Regions from separate parts of the Urocitellus parryii genome. Here region 2 is linked to region 1. Evidence: chromatin contacts called from public Hi-C data. All regions are on one chromosome and are shown on one strand. The core of a region is the stretch at or near the end of the contact, and the rest is flanking DNA. Distances in the headings are between cores, read along the strand shown.

Evidence for each region. A called contact is a pair of places that touch in the nucleus more often than the background predicts.
Region 2: a contact with region 1 is called in a Hi-C map of muscle, with 2.8 times the contacts expected there. The contact joins the promoter of Myoz1 here to the promoter of Mrps16 in region 1. A contact is called at or near these places in 2 of 2 Hi-C or Micro-C datasets (liver and muscle).

The regions. Positions count from the first base shown.
Region 1 is chr5:160,576,705-160,583,735 of mUroPar1.hap1, reverse strand. Mrps16 (mitochondrial ribosomal protein S16) reads left to right here and starts at 4,467. Exons shown (of 3, transcript XM_026390244.2): 1 at 4,467-4,622; 2 at 5,050-5,310; 3 at 5,802-6,376. The coding sequence starts at 4,610. The coding sequence ends at 5,935. It overlaps Cfap70 (cilia and flagella associated protein 70), which reads left to right. Exons shown (of 28, transcript XM_026390245.1): 27 at 2,360-2,407; 28 at 3,136-3,445. The coding sequence ends at 3,216.
Region 2 is chr5:160,929,686-160,936,716 of mUroPar1.hap1, reverse strand. Myoz1 (myozenin 1) reads left to right here and starts at 2,536. Exons shown (of 6, transcript XM_026390227.2): 1 at 2,536-2,646; 2 at 3,693-3,783; 3 at 4,780-4,958. The coding sequence starts at 3,711. It overlaps Synpo2l (synaptopodin 2 like), which reads left to right. Exons shown (of 4, transcript XM_026390170.1): 4 at 1-433.

The DNA of each region.
Region 1 (7,031 bases), core at 3,218-5,717:
CACAATGCCATATCTAAGTAAGTTTCTTAAGAAAAATACATGATAAGTGCCATGACCAGTGCAGCCAAACTAGCATGTTCCAGCAAGGGGCAATGAGAGATGGGAAGAAATAAAGAGGAAACACAAGCAGATCTTGACGATAAAGCAGCTGGAGTCAGAGATGGAGCAGCTGCTCTCTGATGGAGAATCGGGTCTCAAGAATTACACCAGCAATTTTTATCATATATGTCTCTAAATCAGATGAAAGGCTATGCAAACATTATTTTTTAAAAATATTATTTTAGTTGTAGTTGGACACAATACCTTTATTTTATTTATTTACATGTGGTGCTGAGGATGAACCCAGGGCCTCCACTAAGCCACAACCCCATCCCCAAGCATTATTCTTTGTATTCATGAAGTTAACAGAATTAGCAACAGAATACAGCTATTTCCTCAGTTACATTCTACAGTTGCAATGTGCAATGTTAGGAGCTTTGTGCAGCTCTGAAGAAAGTCCACTGTTTAAAGTTACCAATCAGAGGGCAGATTCAGGAGCATGGAACTGGTAAAACATTGTTGTTTCCTTAGCAAGGAAGTTCCTTCATTCCCAGGAGCTGCTGTGCCTGAGAATAAGGTCAAAGCTGATAAGACTCTAGCATGGAGGACATCTCCATATGCCTTTACACAGAAACTTTCCCAGTCAACAAGTATGCCATAGGCATGAAGTCATCAGGGAGCCCAACCTCAGACACTAGTCTCCCAGTCACTATCACCACTCTCCACACATAAAAATGTATATCTTTATTTCATGGAAGCTCTATTAAACATTACTGTCATGATGTTCAGAATAATACAATTATTTTTCAAAACTGTTTGGAGGGGCTGGGATTGTGGCTTAGAGGTAGAGCGCTCGCCTAGCATGTGAGGCCCTGGGTTCGATCCTCAGCACCACATAATAAAATAAAATAAAGGTATTGTGTCCAACTACAACTAAAAGTAAATGTTAAAAAAAAAAAAACTGCTTTGACTATTCTGGATGCTCACATCATTTGGGCCTCTGCCTCCCTTCATCAGGAAGGAGTCAGAGATAGTAGTGGTAGAAAGAGCAGGTATACTGGAACTTCAGGAGGTAATATTTCAGAGGGTAGATGTTGTAGGAAGTGAGGGTTTGGGGCATCCAAATTTTGTGAACTAGTAAAAATTCCACATGATCAGGAGATTGGATTAAACATCCAAAGTTCCTTGCAGTGCAAATATTCTGTGGTTTTTTACATAGAATATTCTAACTTCTTATATTCAAACTTGTGAAGTGTAATAGGGAATATATATCATCTCATTTAACTCTTGGAGGAGAGCTTCATGCAAGGAATATATCAACTGGGCAGAGTAGTTAGTTTTCTCACCTCATATCCAGAGCTGCATGGAAGGAATCCTAATATTTCCTTTTTATAATACATGGAGATGGGATTAAGTATAGTAGGTAAAAACTTGGACTCTGGAGCCAGACTTCATTTTTTTAAAACCCAGATCTTCCACTTACTAGTTAAAAAACCCTGGCAAGTTATTTATAATCTCTGTGCCTTAAGTTTCTTTCTGTTAACATAGAATGATAAATAATAGTAATTATCTGGGAGTGAGGTGGCACATGCCCATAATCCCCAGTGGCTTGGGAGGCTGAGGCAGGAGGATCACGAGTTCAAAGCCAGCCTCAGCAACTTAGCAAGGTTCTAAACAGCTTAGCAAGACTTTGTCTCAAAATAAAATATAAAAAGGGTTGGGGGACTGGGATTGTATCTCAGCTGTAGAGTGTTTGCCTAGCATGTGTGAGGCACTGGGTTCAATCCTCAGCATCACATAAAAATAAATAAAGGTATTGTGTTCATCTAAAATAACATTTTTTTTTTTTTAATGGGCTGGGGATGTGGCTCAGTGGTTAAGAGCCCCTGATTTCAATCTCTGGTACCAATAATAATAATAATAGTAATTATCTCCAGGTTATAAGGATTAAAAGTGAATATATATAAAGCACTTAAAACATCATGAGGAAAACAATGGAAATCACATAATATGCACTGTAAAATGTTGCAATTACTAACAAAATGGCATAAATTCTAGGAGGAACAAATGACTCATGAGCTTTCAGAAAAAAAAAAAAATGAGAGGCCAAATTGTTTCTAAAAATTTCCTGGGCTAAAGGAGAGATTTTAAAAAATATTGGCCTTTACTTACCACCTTTTATTTTCCTGCTTCCCCTTTGAATTCAGTTTCTTAACCAGGAAGGTATAATCCTCTCGTTAGGTAGAAATATTTGGAGAAATGTATTTTTCTCACCATGTGTATGACATGTCATCATCACCAGCTGCTGAACTTTTTTCAGGCTGGACGGCAACTAGAAGCAGAGCAGGCTTACAAGTACACACTAAAGGTACGATGCATATACCTCTGTCATTTTGCCTGCACCATGCTGAGGTTGGGAAACAAGGAGGAAGGTGCCGATTTCATTCAGGACTTTAGAGCGTTTCATGATGTGAATATTTTTAGAGAGATTTTTCTTACTGTCTTTGCCATCATCATGGGGCTGCTAGGTTTTTACCTGTAACCTACATGTTGTCTAGGTGATCTTTTTTTCCACTGTTTTAGAATATAGCTTAATGGGAGAAAAGAAACAAGGAACCCCACACTATAGCTATTTTACCTCCAGGGCTTGTTTAGGTATTCCACCCAATGATATTAGCTTACATTGGCCACAGTCAGTCATCTGACTACCTCCAGCTGCCAAGGAAGCAGGAATGTGATTTTTGAACTGATTAGTATTGCTGCCCTGGGAAGAAATTAAGATTTTGCTAGTAAGAGAAGGTTATTCAGCAGGTTACTAGATGGCTTTCTTACAAACCTAGATTCTAAAATTAAATTCAGATAATCATGAAAGCTCATAGCCCCTGATGCATTTTGAGAAAGTAAAGGTACCCATATAAACAAAATAAGGCTCTAAAGTATTTTAATAGAGCTTCCATTGAAATAAATATAGGAAAAGCCAATCCCATCCCTGGGGACTTTGCTCTTTAGCTGTGGCCCCATAAATGAGGGGTCATCTTCAAAGATACTTAGGTGTATCAGATATAACCTGTGTACTTCCCTTCCTTGTTCCTGTAGCTGAAACTGAAAGATGAGGCTCTACTTGCAGAAATCCACACAGTACAGGAGATGGTTGGTTTCGGAAATCCATCTTTCTGACATCCTTAAAACTGAAGAATTTTCTGTATGGGACTCTGAGCTCCTTTCCTTTCCTGAGAAAGTTTCACCATATGAAGCCTAGAGCTGGAGAACCAAAGAATGTTTGTTTTCAATGAAGAGAAACTCATTCATTTATTTCCATTGGCTGTTACTGGATATTTTACTAATCCATATAAACTGGATCATAATAAAAATGTAAACAAGAGACAGACAATTCATCAGTGTGGTTCTGGAGGTAGGGTATACTAAACTATAAGTAGTATGTACTATATATATATATATATATATATATATATATATATATATAGATCATATAAATGTATAAATCATTATATAATTTATGTATAGAAATTAAATTAAGGTACAGTGGAGTCACAGTCAGCTGCCAATGTCCATAGCCAGGTTCACGTACTGGAACTTGGAATTAAGCCATCATCTTCAAAGGTGGGCCTAAAAGACTCCTATGCTGGGTCAACTTACTAGAGCAAAGAGCATAGTAGTTGTGGCCAGGACCTTTGGAACCAACGATGAACTAAGAAGCTTTGCTGCAGTCTGAGGTTCTAACTCCTAATGAACCAGGGGTATTTTCATGGATCTAAACCACAAGGTCTATGAAGACAACACCCTATAAGAAATGCCAATCTCTTCACTGAAGATGACAAATCATACTCCACTTCTGCCTTCTTGGATCACAGTACAGCAAAAGCAGGAATAAAGGTTCTCCTAATATGATGTGACTGCCTCTGGGAGTGGGAAAAGAGTAAGAGGAAAAGTGAGAGGCAAACTAGTAAACAGAAAGATAAACTCCTTGTCTCGGCCCAAACGCTGTCCCCTTTGCGAAGTCTCCCGAGAAAATCCCGGCGTCACCTTCTCGGCTTCCCTTTCTCTACTTACCCCCGCTGTGAGTACAGACCGCCCTTAGCTTTTCTGGTGCGCTCCCACCGACTCCCTACTAGACAGAGCTCCCTGAGGGGAGAGGACAGCACCCTTTTGTATTTAGGTTCTCAGGACGGCGCCGCGGCACCACCAGGTGCTCAAAACACGTTTGCGGGATGTATGGGTTTGGGGAACACTTAGCCCTCCCCTGAACGTGACCGGCATTTTCCCCAGTTCCCCACTCCAGCGGGCACTCATCCCAGAGAGGGTCACACATCCACTCCTAAGAACTAGACCGCCCCGAAGGCCGCATGGTGTAGCACCCTGGGAACAAGGTGGGGGAGAGCGGAAGAGGCGGGGCGAGGGGACGCCAGCTTCCGGGACTGCGGCGTTTGGGTTCCGGAAGCTCCGGGGCGTCCCAGCAGCTGGGCGCCGACTCTCCCAGTCGCCCTGCGACTTCACCTGCGGGTCTGTATCAGCAGCGGGACGATCCGAGGAGTCGCACGTGGACCCCACCATGGTCCACCTCAGTGAGTCATCGTGGCCCGCGGGACCTTCCGGGCGGTGGCGGGAGCTGGGGCGTCCAGGACTAGAGGCAGCAGCGCTCTCCTAGGCGCGCTGGATCAGCCACACAGCGTTACAGTTGACCCTCTGCTCAAATTTTCCTTCCAGAAACCCTCATCTCACTTTACAGATGAGGCAGTTAAGGGTATGACAAAGTCAAAGAGTTTGTAAATGGTAGGCCTTTTCGGAATGGATTTGGGAATGAGGCGAGCATTTCTGGCTGGAGCAGTGAAGGGATGTTTCACAAAGAGGATGGTATCTAAGCCACATGAACTAGAAAACATTGGGATTGAAGACATTTGAGTGGAAGAAGGGAATTGTTCCTCTGACTATCTCATTTTTGCCTGCTTTGTGCTCTCTGATCTTGTGTCTTAACCAATTATTTCTCTATAGCTACCCTCCTCTGCAAGGCCTATCATGGGGGCCATTTAACCATCCGCCTTGCTCTGAGTGGCTGCACCAATCGGCCCTTTTACCGTATTGTGGCGGCTCACAACAAATGTCCCAGGGATGGCCGTTTCGTGGAGCAGGTGGGCTCTTATGATCCACTGCCCAACTGTCATGGAGAAAAACTCGTTGCCCTCAACCTGGAAAGGATCCGGCATTGGATTGGCTGTGGAGCCCACCTCTCTAAGCCTATGGAGAAGCTTCTGGGTAACTCAGCTCTGGTCTTAACTCATTGGGGGGATTTTACACTGAAGTCAGTTCTAAGTTCTCATCATCTGAGATTGAAGAATGTTTTTCATTCCCTCCAGACTGCTCAGGACTGGAGTGGAAACTGAAGTTGTGATCTAATTGTCATTTGGAATCTGGAGATTCCTTTTATGGACTTCTTTATGAAGCCTTTATAAGTGGCTGGGATTTTATGCTAAAAATGGGAATAACATATCTCCAATGGCCATCTGTTAGTTTATCTTTTTTTCAAGTAAGGAGAATAATGTTAGGAAACAGACATCATCCACTGACTCCTTGCAGTAAATGGAGGGAGGAGGTTGGAGGAAGAGGAAGGAGAAAGTTGGGTAGGTGAGAGGCATTTACATCCATACTCTGGGTCTGAACTCAGACCTCAATTCTGTGAGGCAAACTTCTCAGGGAAACATTGGCTTGTAGTCTATTATAATAAATGAATATCCTGTTGCTTTTAGGTCTTTCTGGCTTTTTCCCTCTGCATCCCATGGTGATCACAAATGCTGAGAGACTGCGAAGAAAACGGGCACGTGAACTTCTCTTAGCTTCACAGAAAACAGATACAGAAGCTATAGAAACAGAAGCAAGTTGACTTCAGTGAATATAACAGTGGTTACAAAGTCAAGGTCCCCTAAAACACTTGTGTGGAGCTCATAAATTTGTTGGGTTTGGAGGTCAATAAATGGAGTTTTCTAAGTTACCATATTCTTCTGGCCTAGCTTAAGCGGAGCCCAGAGATTTGTTTTTGTATAAGAGCTGGGTCTAGATATTAAGCATTTCTGGATGTCATTTTGGGGAAAAACTGTAGCTGTGGGGAAGATTGGACTTTGGGTTGTCCTTGGATCATTTGGGCAAATTTACAATTAAAGTTCAAAACTTTCCTGCTTCAAAAACTCCCATGGGGCTGGGGATGTGGCTCAAGCAGTAGCGCGCTCGCCTCGCATGCGTGCGGCCCGGGTTCGATCCTCAGCACCACATGCCAACAAAGATGTTGTGTCCGCCGAGAACTAAATAAAATAAATGTTGGAAATTCTCTCTCTCTCTCTCTCTCCTCTCTCACTCTCTCTTTAAAAAAAAAAAACAACAAAAAAAAAACTCCCAACCAGAGTGACTTGACCTATCCAAATGTTTCCTTAATCATTCTTGATCATCCCATGAGAACATAGATCTCTTATTCTTTTTTTTTTTTTTGTAATTGTAGATTGTTTTGCTTGACATGTAATTGTAACTTTACAAAGTCAAATTGATCATGAAAATTGCTTTTGGGCTGTAATAGCCTACCTTTTAAGGATGAGAAATTAGAAGGAAGCTGATTTTGTAAAGCACCCCAATGTACCTACCTGGAAAGTCCTGTTCAACATATGTTGTATGTATAGGGGAAAAAATAAATAAAGGTGGGATGCTTTTTAAAAGTCTACTAAGAAATTCAGTAATAGGATCATGTTTAGGTGTCATGAGTCTGGTAACATAAATGATTGGTTACCAAAACAAAATATCACAGTATCTGTCCCCCAAGAGATGCAGAATTCCATAACTGTAAGCATAAATTACATGGTTTTAGTGCCTTCTGGATAATATATATTTCAAAGTTTGGTATAAGACTGATACAGCCAGGTGTGTTGACACATGCCTATAATCCCAGGGGCTTGGGAGGCTGAGGCAGGAAGATTGCAAGTTCAAAGCGAACC
Region 2 (7,031 bases), core at 1,287-3,786, 350 kb before region 1:
GGGACTGAGAAAAATTTTGAGGAAAAATAACGTATTTGTTAAAGTGAAGTGGGTTGTGGGATGTGGGATGATAGTAAGAGGGAAGCATGAGGGTGTGTGCTGAATGTTGAAAGAAGAATTTGTGTCCGTGCTATCTCCCATGAATCTATCCTTCAGTTTGTCTTCTGCAGCATGTCATGACTATCTGGGAAAGAACAGGGAAATACCCAGAACCAAAACCTCTTTTCAGTCCTACTCCATTCCTAGCTTGTGTTCCTTTTCAGCTTTAGTTCCTAATTTCCAATCCTAGAAGAGTATGGATTCACCTCTCACCAAGACTACCACCAGCCACATTTGCTGTTTGATCTGGAAAATGATCATTTCCTTTACCTACAGGGTGTGAGTCACAGTCCTTTGGTTTGTGCACAAGAATAAACTTATGCCCCATACTTTCTATTGCTGTCATCTCTTCTGATTTTATACACAAATCCTGACCCCACCTTGATCGCCTCTGACCCATTCCTCTAATTCAATTTCAGATTTCTATTTCCAATCCTGCCCTTCATTTTTCAGTCCTTTGCCCTTCATTCCCTAGTCTTTTACTCCTATCAAATATATCCTTCTTTGATTTAAGCACCTCCACCTCTCCTCTTTATTTCTTCTCAGTGCAGTCTCCATCAGATTTCTCCTCCTCTCCTTCTACTGCTCCTTTTCAGGCAAGGAAATTGCGAGAAGTTTGCCATCAACATTTCCTACTTATAGGAAACATCCATGTTAAACATTCGCTGGGAATTAAATGAAGGGATAGTAAAAGGTGAAAGATTTATATGAGATAAATGAAGGAATAGTAATGAATGAGAAGGGAGAGTAAAGAAAGAAAGTTGGAGGAGTGGATTGAGGCTAATAGAGAAAGGAAGGCATCAGAATCCGGAGAGACTGAGAAGGAAAGTGCCATTGCTCAAATTAACCAGCAGAGGGCATATTTGTGCCAATAACTAGATGTTTGCAAACACCAGAGACCATAGGGCTAAATAGCCTGTCTTCACCCACTAAAGTAGTTCTAGATATTGAATCATATGACATTAAACTTTGAGTTTGTTTTTTAGAGGTGATGATGAAATCACCTTTTACTACTTGTGTTTCTTCTTCTAAGTTGCTTCCTTGTGTTGGGAAGGAACAGAGGAGGAAGACTAAAGATGAAGGATCTGGAAGCATAGCTGGTCTGGACAGAAACCAATGTGGTAGTAGGTGGGGGAACTTTGAGCCCCTATCCTGAACCTGGAAAGTATAGGATGGAAGGAGGGTAGGAACAGGAAAAGTGGAGACGTCCCAGAGGGACAGGAGTATATTCTGTAAACTTCAAAAACCATTTCCTGCTGGGCACAGTGGCCTATGCCTGTAATCCCAGCAGCTCAAAGGCTGAGGCAGGAGAATCTCAAGTCCAAAAGGCATTCTCAGCAATAGTAAGGCGCGAAGCAACTCAGTGAGATCCTGTCTCAAAATAAAATACAAAATGGGGCTGGGGATGTGACTCAGTGGTTGAGTGTCCCTAGCTCAGAGCTCAATCCCTAATACAAAAAAAAAAAAAAAAAAAAAATCCTGAGGCAGCTGTAATAGTGCAATAGTGGTGGCTGCAGGAATGTAGCATCTGGTTCTAGACCCTGAAAAGAAGTTGGAGAAAGATCCAAAATGTTTCTGTAGCTACTGAGGAAGGTGCTGTACAAATGACAGCCTTCCTCCAAAGGGGCACTCAAGCTTGTACCTTTGCCAAGAGGCTTCTTTAGAACAGTACAAATAGGACAGTCCAGATCTTATATAGAGTGTATGTTTCTCTTTAAAGAAATCCAAAGTAGGAACCTTGGAGAGCAAGGCATGGGCAGGTCAGAAGCCTACAAGACCTTCTCAGGGAGATAACATCTATCCTACACAGCAGGCTGAACAGAGCACCCCAGCAGCAAACAGGAACCAAAACACAGATTGTGGTGTCCACCTATTCTTAGAACTTCCAGAGTGTAAGAGGAAAGAAAAGGGAGTGAAGAGTCAGAAGAATTGGTGGTCTTCCCCACACATCCCTTACTGCACTGCATTTCATTAATTTGCTCTCTCAGAGGAAAAAAAAAACTAGGTATTTTTAAAAAGAAGTTCAATTATGAAGACATCCATCCTGTCTTCAAATATAATGCCTTAATCTTTCCTACTTCTAAATATACCCACAGGTCCCTCCAGCTTTGGCCTGGAGCGGCTCTGAGTGACTGCAGGGCACATTTTCTAGGTTCTCTTTCTTCTACTCTGAATTTAACTTCCCTTTTCCTTTCCCTCTATCTTCAATTTCTCCCTGAATGCTTCTTTGGATTTCAGACTCTAGGTGCAAAGGGGATCCCCTAGGGAGATTGATTCCTAGCTCAGTCAGCTCAGTGGGAGTATCCCAAAGGCCCTTCTCCCCTTCTTGAGCCTCTGGGCAAGGAGGGCGGGATCTTGGTTCCAGGGTCTCAGTACCCCCTGTGCCATTTGAGCTGCTTGCACTCATCATCTCTATTAATAACCATCCTCCCTCCCCCACTGCCAGTGCTGCCCCCACGCCTGCCCAGCTCGGTTCTCCGGTCACAGCAGCTGGGTCCTCCAAAGCTGCTGAACCCCAGGGAGAGCTGATCACCAACTAAGCAGCCGGTAAGTGTGCTATGACTTAAGGTGCTGGAGCTCACTTGGTTAACTTCTGTGTCTGCAATTGTGATTCTTGACCCTTGGGTAGTAGCCCTTTCCCCTCCTATTATGCTTAGCTCCCAGCTGTCCAGGGGAAACCAGAGAGCTGGAAAGAGAAGAGCCCAGAAAGTTGCAGGGAGGCATTTGATGAATGGGTAGGGGTTCTGAGGCCCCAATAAGTTAGTAGAATTGTGGATGTGTTTGTGAGGCAAGACTCAGCAGAAGACTCAGCATGTCTCTGCATGCCAACTGCTGTTAAGGAGGGGTTGGAGTCTCTATCTTTTCCCAGCTTGTCTCCAACCATGGCCAGATCCTATTACTATGTTCTTGTCCTCCCTCAATTCTCTACTGCTATGGTATTGACTGACTTGTGACATGGTTCAAATGCTCCTTGGTTCCCCAAACCCATTTGAGCTCTGGGGTCTGGGGCATGAGTGACTGTAGCAACAGGGAGCACAGCCATGACCTCTCAGGCCATGTTCCAGCTGGCCCATTGGAGGAGCAACAACCTCTCCTTCCTATGGAGAATGTTTTTGGCTGAATATCCTGAACCCTGGCAGAACATTTCTCCACCCCCTTGGGACTTGGAGGAAGACTGAGGAGAGACCAGAGCCTGAAATCAACCCCAGTCTTGATATCCCAATACAAGTAAAAACTTCAAATCACACCAAACCCATGAAACTTGGGTGCACTGTCCTGTGCGAGTTGTTCTTGTTTTCTTTTAAACACCCCTTTCCCTCAGCTATGTTTCTTATAAAATATTTCTATGTAAAATAGCCCATAAGAGGTTGGTAGAAGGTAAGGACAGGGTACATCTCTGTTTCTGACTCTGTTTCCAAAGAAAACAGAACCCCTAAGACAGTGGATTTTCATCTTTTGGGGAAATACATATTTCTTTGAAAACCTGAGGAAATTTTCCCCTTAAGCCTTCTCAGGTTAAGAAATATTGCTCTACTATAAACACTTTTCCCAGTTCCTGTAAATCCTCTAAACCCTATTCCTACCCCATCCAGGTAGAATATACCTCCAAAATGCCGCTCTCAGGAACCCCAGCCCCCAACAAGAAGAGGAAATCCAGCAAGCTGATCATGGAACTCACTGGAGGTAGGCAAGTTTGCAGCTCCCTCATGTGGGACTTCTTATTAAAAGCATCCCTAACCCACCAATCCAACAAATAACATAAAGTTATAAATGTGTTGGGGTGAACAAACGAGAGCAATTCCAGGGTGGGGGGTATGGGTATGAGAGGAGAAGTAAGAAGGGCAGGCAGAATTCAACATTGACTACTCACCCTTCCATCCTTTCCACCTTATAATCTGGGACAATATACTGCCATATTAGCCAGCTCAGTTCCAGGACCATAGGATCTATGGTCAGTGAGGTATGTTTGAGGAAGAAACTATGATGGAGATTGACACAGGCTAAGGTTCCAGTATATGGTTAATTTTCTTATATCTTTCCACAGAGCTAGGGAACTGGTTTAACATTTAAAATGGGAAATTGCACAAGTATGTTTCCTGGGAATAAACATGAGTGCATGGATGTGAAGAGCTCCTTCTTCTTCTTCCTTTTCTTCTTGTCCTTTCTCCTCCTCCCCTTCCCTTCCTCCTCCTCTTCCCCCTCCTTCACTTCTCCTTCTCCTCCTCCTCCTTCTTGAGTTCTTTTGATAACTGGAGGCTCTTTGAAGTCAAAGAGTCCACTAAGAAGAAGAAAAGGGAAAGAACTTAAAACAAAAGTATGTGGTCATACGTAGCCAATTCCACATAGGATTAGCCTATCAACTTTCTTTCATGCCACAAATTTTTCAGTAGCTCTATCTATGATGTTCTTTTATACCTTTTGTCCCAAGCCTGTGCCACTTTTAACCCTCTTTACCTCTCTACTCTAGTATTTCCACTGTCTCCCAGTACTCCAACTTCAAACCCAGGAAATAAAAATCTCTTATATACTAGACAGACCTTGTTCAGACATCACAGGCAACATCCAGTCCTCTAAAGGGTTTCTAATAGGACGCTAGTTGTGGACAAGGTCTGCATTCTGAGTCCAGGAAACTCTACTTTTCCTCTTTCTCTTGCCTCTTTCTCCCCACCTCCCTGAAAGGTGGACAGGAGAGCTCAGGCCTGAACCTGGGCAAGAAGATCAGCGTCCCAAGGGATGTGATGTTGGAGGAGCTGTCACTGCTCACCAATCGAGGCTCTAAGATGTTCAAACTGCGACAGATGCGGGTGGAAAAATTTATCTATGAAAACCATCCTGATGTTTTCTCTGATAGCTCAATGGTAAGTTCAGAATCGTAAACACTTTCTGAAAGTCTAGTATCTTGTCTTTAAAAAAAAAAAATTAGGTGTAGATGGACACAACACAATGCCTTTATTTTTATGTGGTGCTGAAGATCGAACCCAGGTCCTGCCTGTGCTAGGCGAGCGTTCTACTGCTGAGCCACAATCCCAGCCCCCGAAGCCTAGTATCTTTTCTAACAGCTTGTTGGTGGTAGGCACCTCAACCTCTTCTTCCTTAAAATGTATAAGTTCATTAAGCCCCAGATATATTGAGTCCCCAGTAACTCTAAAGTGAATTATAGTTCATCTCTGAAACTCAAGTCTCCATCTTAGAGTCAGTAAGGGATGGAGAATACCACACCCTCAGGTAAAATATTCCTTCCCAGTATGGGTAAGTATTAAAATAGTTATCAGATAAAACACAGAATGCCAGTCCTGTATTTTGAGGTTAAGATTCACAATGATTTATTTTTATTTTTATCTTTTTTTTAGTAAAGTATGTCCCTTGCAATATTTGGGACAAAAGAATAAATGAAAAATTAAAAATACAGAATAATAGGGCTGAGAGTATAACTCAGTGCTTAGATGTGCAAGGCTTTGGGTTCAGTCTCCAGCACCAAACAAATAAAAAAACCTAAAAGACCCAACAAACAAAAAAAGCAAAACCTAACCAAATAAAAAACCCCAAAATGGTATACCCAGTTAAATTTGATCTTTGAGTTATATAATGAATATTGTTTTTCTATAAATACATCTCCCTGCCCGGCGAGGTGGCATACACCTGTAATCTCAGCATCTCAGTAGGCTGAGGCAGGAGGATCTCAAGTTCAAAGCCAGCCTCTGCAAAAGTGAGGTACTAAGCAACTTAGTGAGACCCTGTATCTAAATAAGATACAAAATAGGGCTGGGAATGTGGCTTCGTGGTCAAGTGCCCTTGAATTCAACATCTGGTGCCCCCCTCAAAAGAAAATCCCCTAGAACATTTGGAATATACAAGCAAAATAAAAATATAAGATACACATTTAAGTTTGAATTTCATAGACACATGAATAATTTCTTAGTATAAGCATGCTCCATGAAATATTTAGGATATATTTATACTGAAAAATTATTTGTTGTGCATCTGAGCTTCAAATTTAAGTGGTTTCCTGTAATTCTATTTGTTAAATCTGGCAACCTTAGAAATAGTTAAATGAGTTTTACAGCCATCTCCTTCTTTAGTAATTTTTTATTAAAGGGTTAGGGTTAAATTTTCCCTAAGGACCCCAAGCTGTGGTGACTGAAATCATCTTTCTTCAATATCCTACATTTTTGGCAGGGTATGGTAGTATACACCTATAATCTCAATGACTCAGGAGGCTGATGAAAGAGGATGGCAAATTCAAAGTCAACCTCAGCAATTTAGCAAGGCCCTAAGCAACTTAGCAAGACCGTGTCACAAAACAAAAAATTAATATCTCAGTGGTAAAATCCACCTGGGTTCAATCCATAGTATTAAAAAAAGGAGGGGCAGGATTGTGGCTCAGTGGTAGAGCATGTGCCTAGCATGCATGATGCACTGGGTTTGATCCCCAGCACAACATAAATATAAACAAATAAAATAAAGGTTAAAAAAAAGTCCTACATTTTCTAGTTAGGCTTCTTCTCCAACTAAAAAGAAGCAGGGATTGGAGAGGGGCAAGGTCCAGGGTATTATGGCTGAGAAAGAGGGTACATTCTCCATTTTCTTTCTTCTTCTTCCACCTTCTCTAGGTGACTGCAGGAGAGTGGAAATAGATGCCTATGGGGCCAGGGTAGGAATGTGCGTCTTTGGCCCTTACATAGGAACCCAGTAAAAGTGCTGAGCCTGTCATATCTAACTTTAGGAGGCCAAAACCCCTCCCCTCTACTGGGTCTGGTTACACTGGGTGGAGCATAGGGGAATATTTGGTAAGACAGCCAGGAGAGACTCTTCAAGAAGTTGGCAGGGTTATTTTTAGGTTTCAGGACTGAATCCAGTATTGCTCTTTTAGCCACCCTACTTCACTTGGTACAGTTTCACTGTCAGAAAGTTGTGCTCCAGCTGAGTGTGGC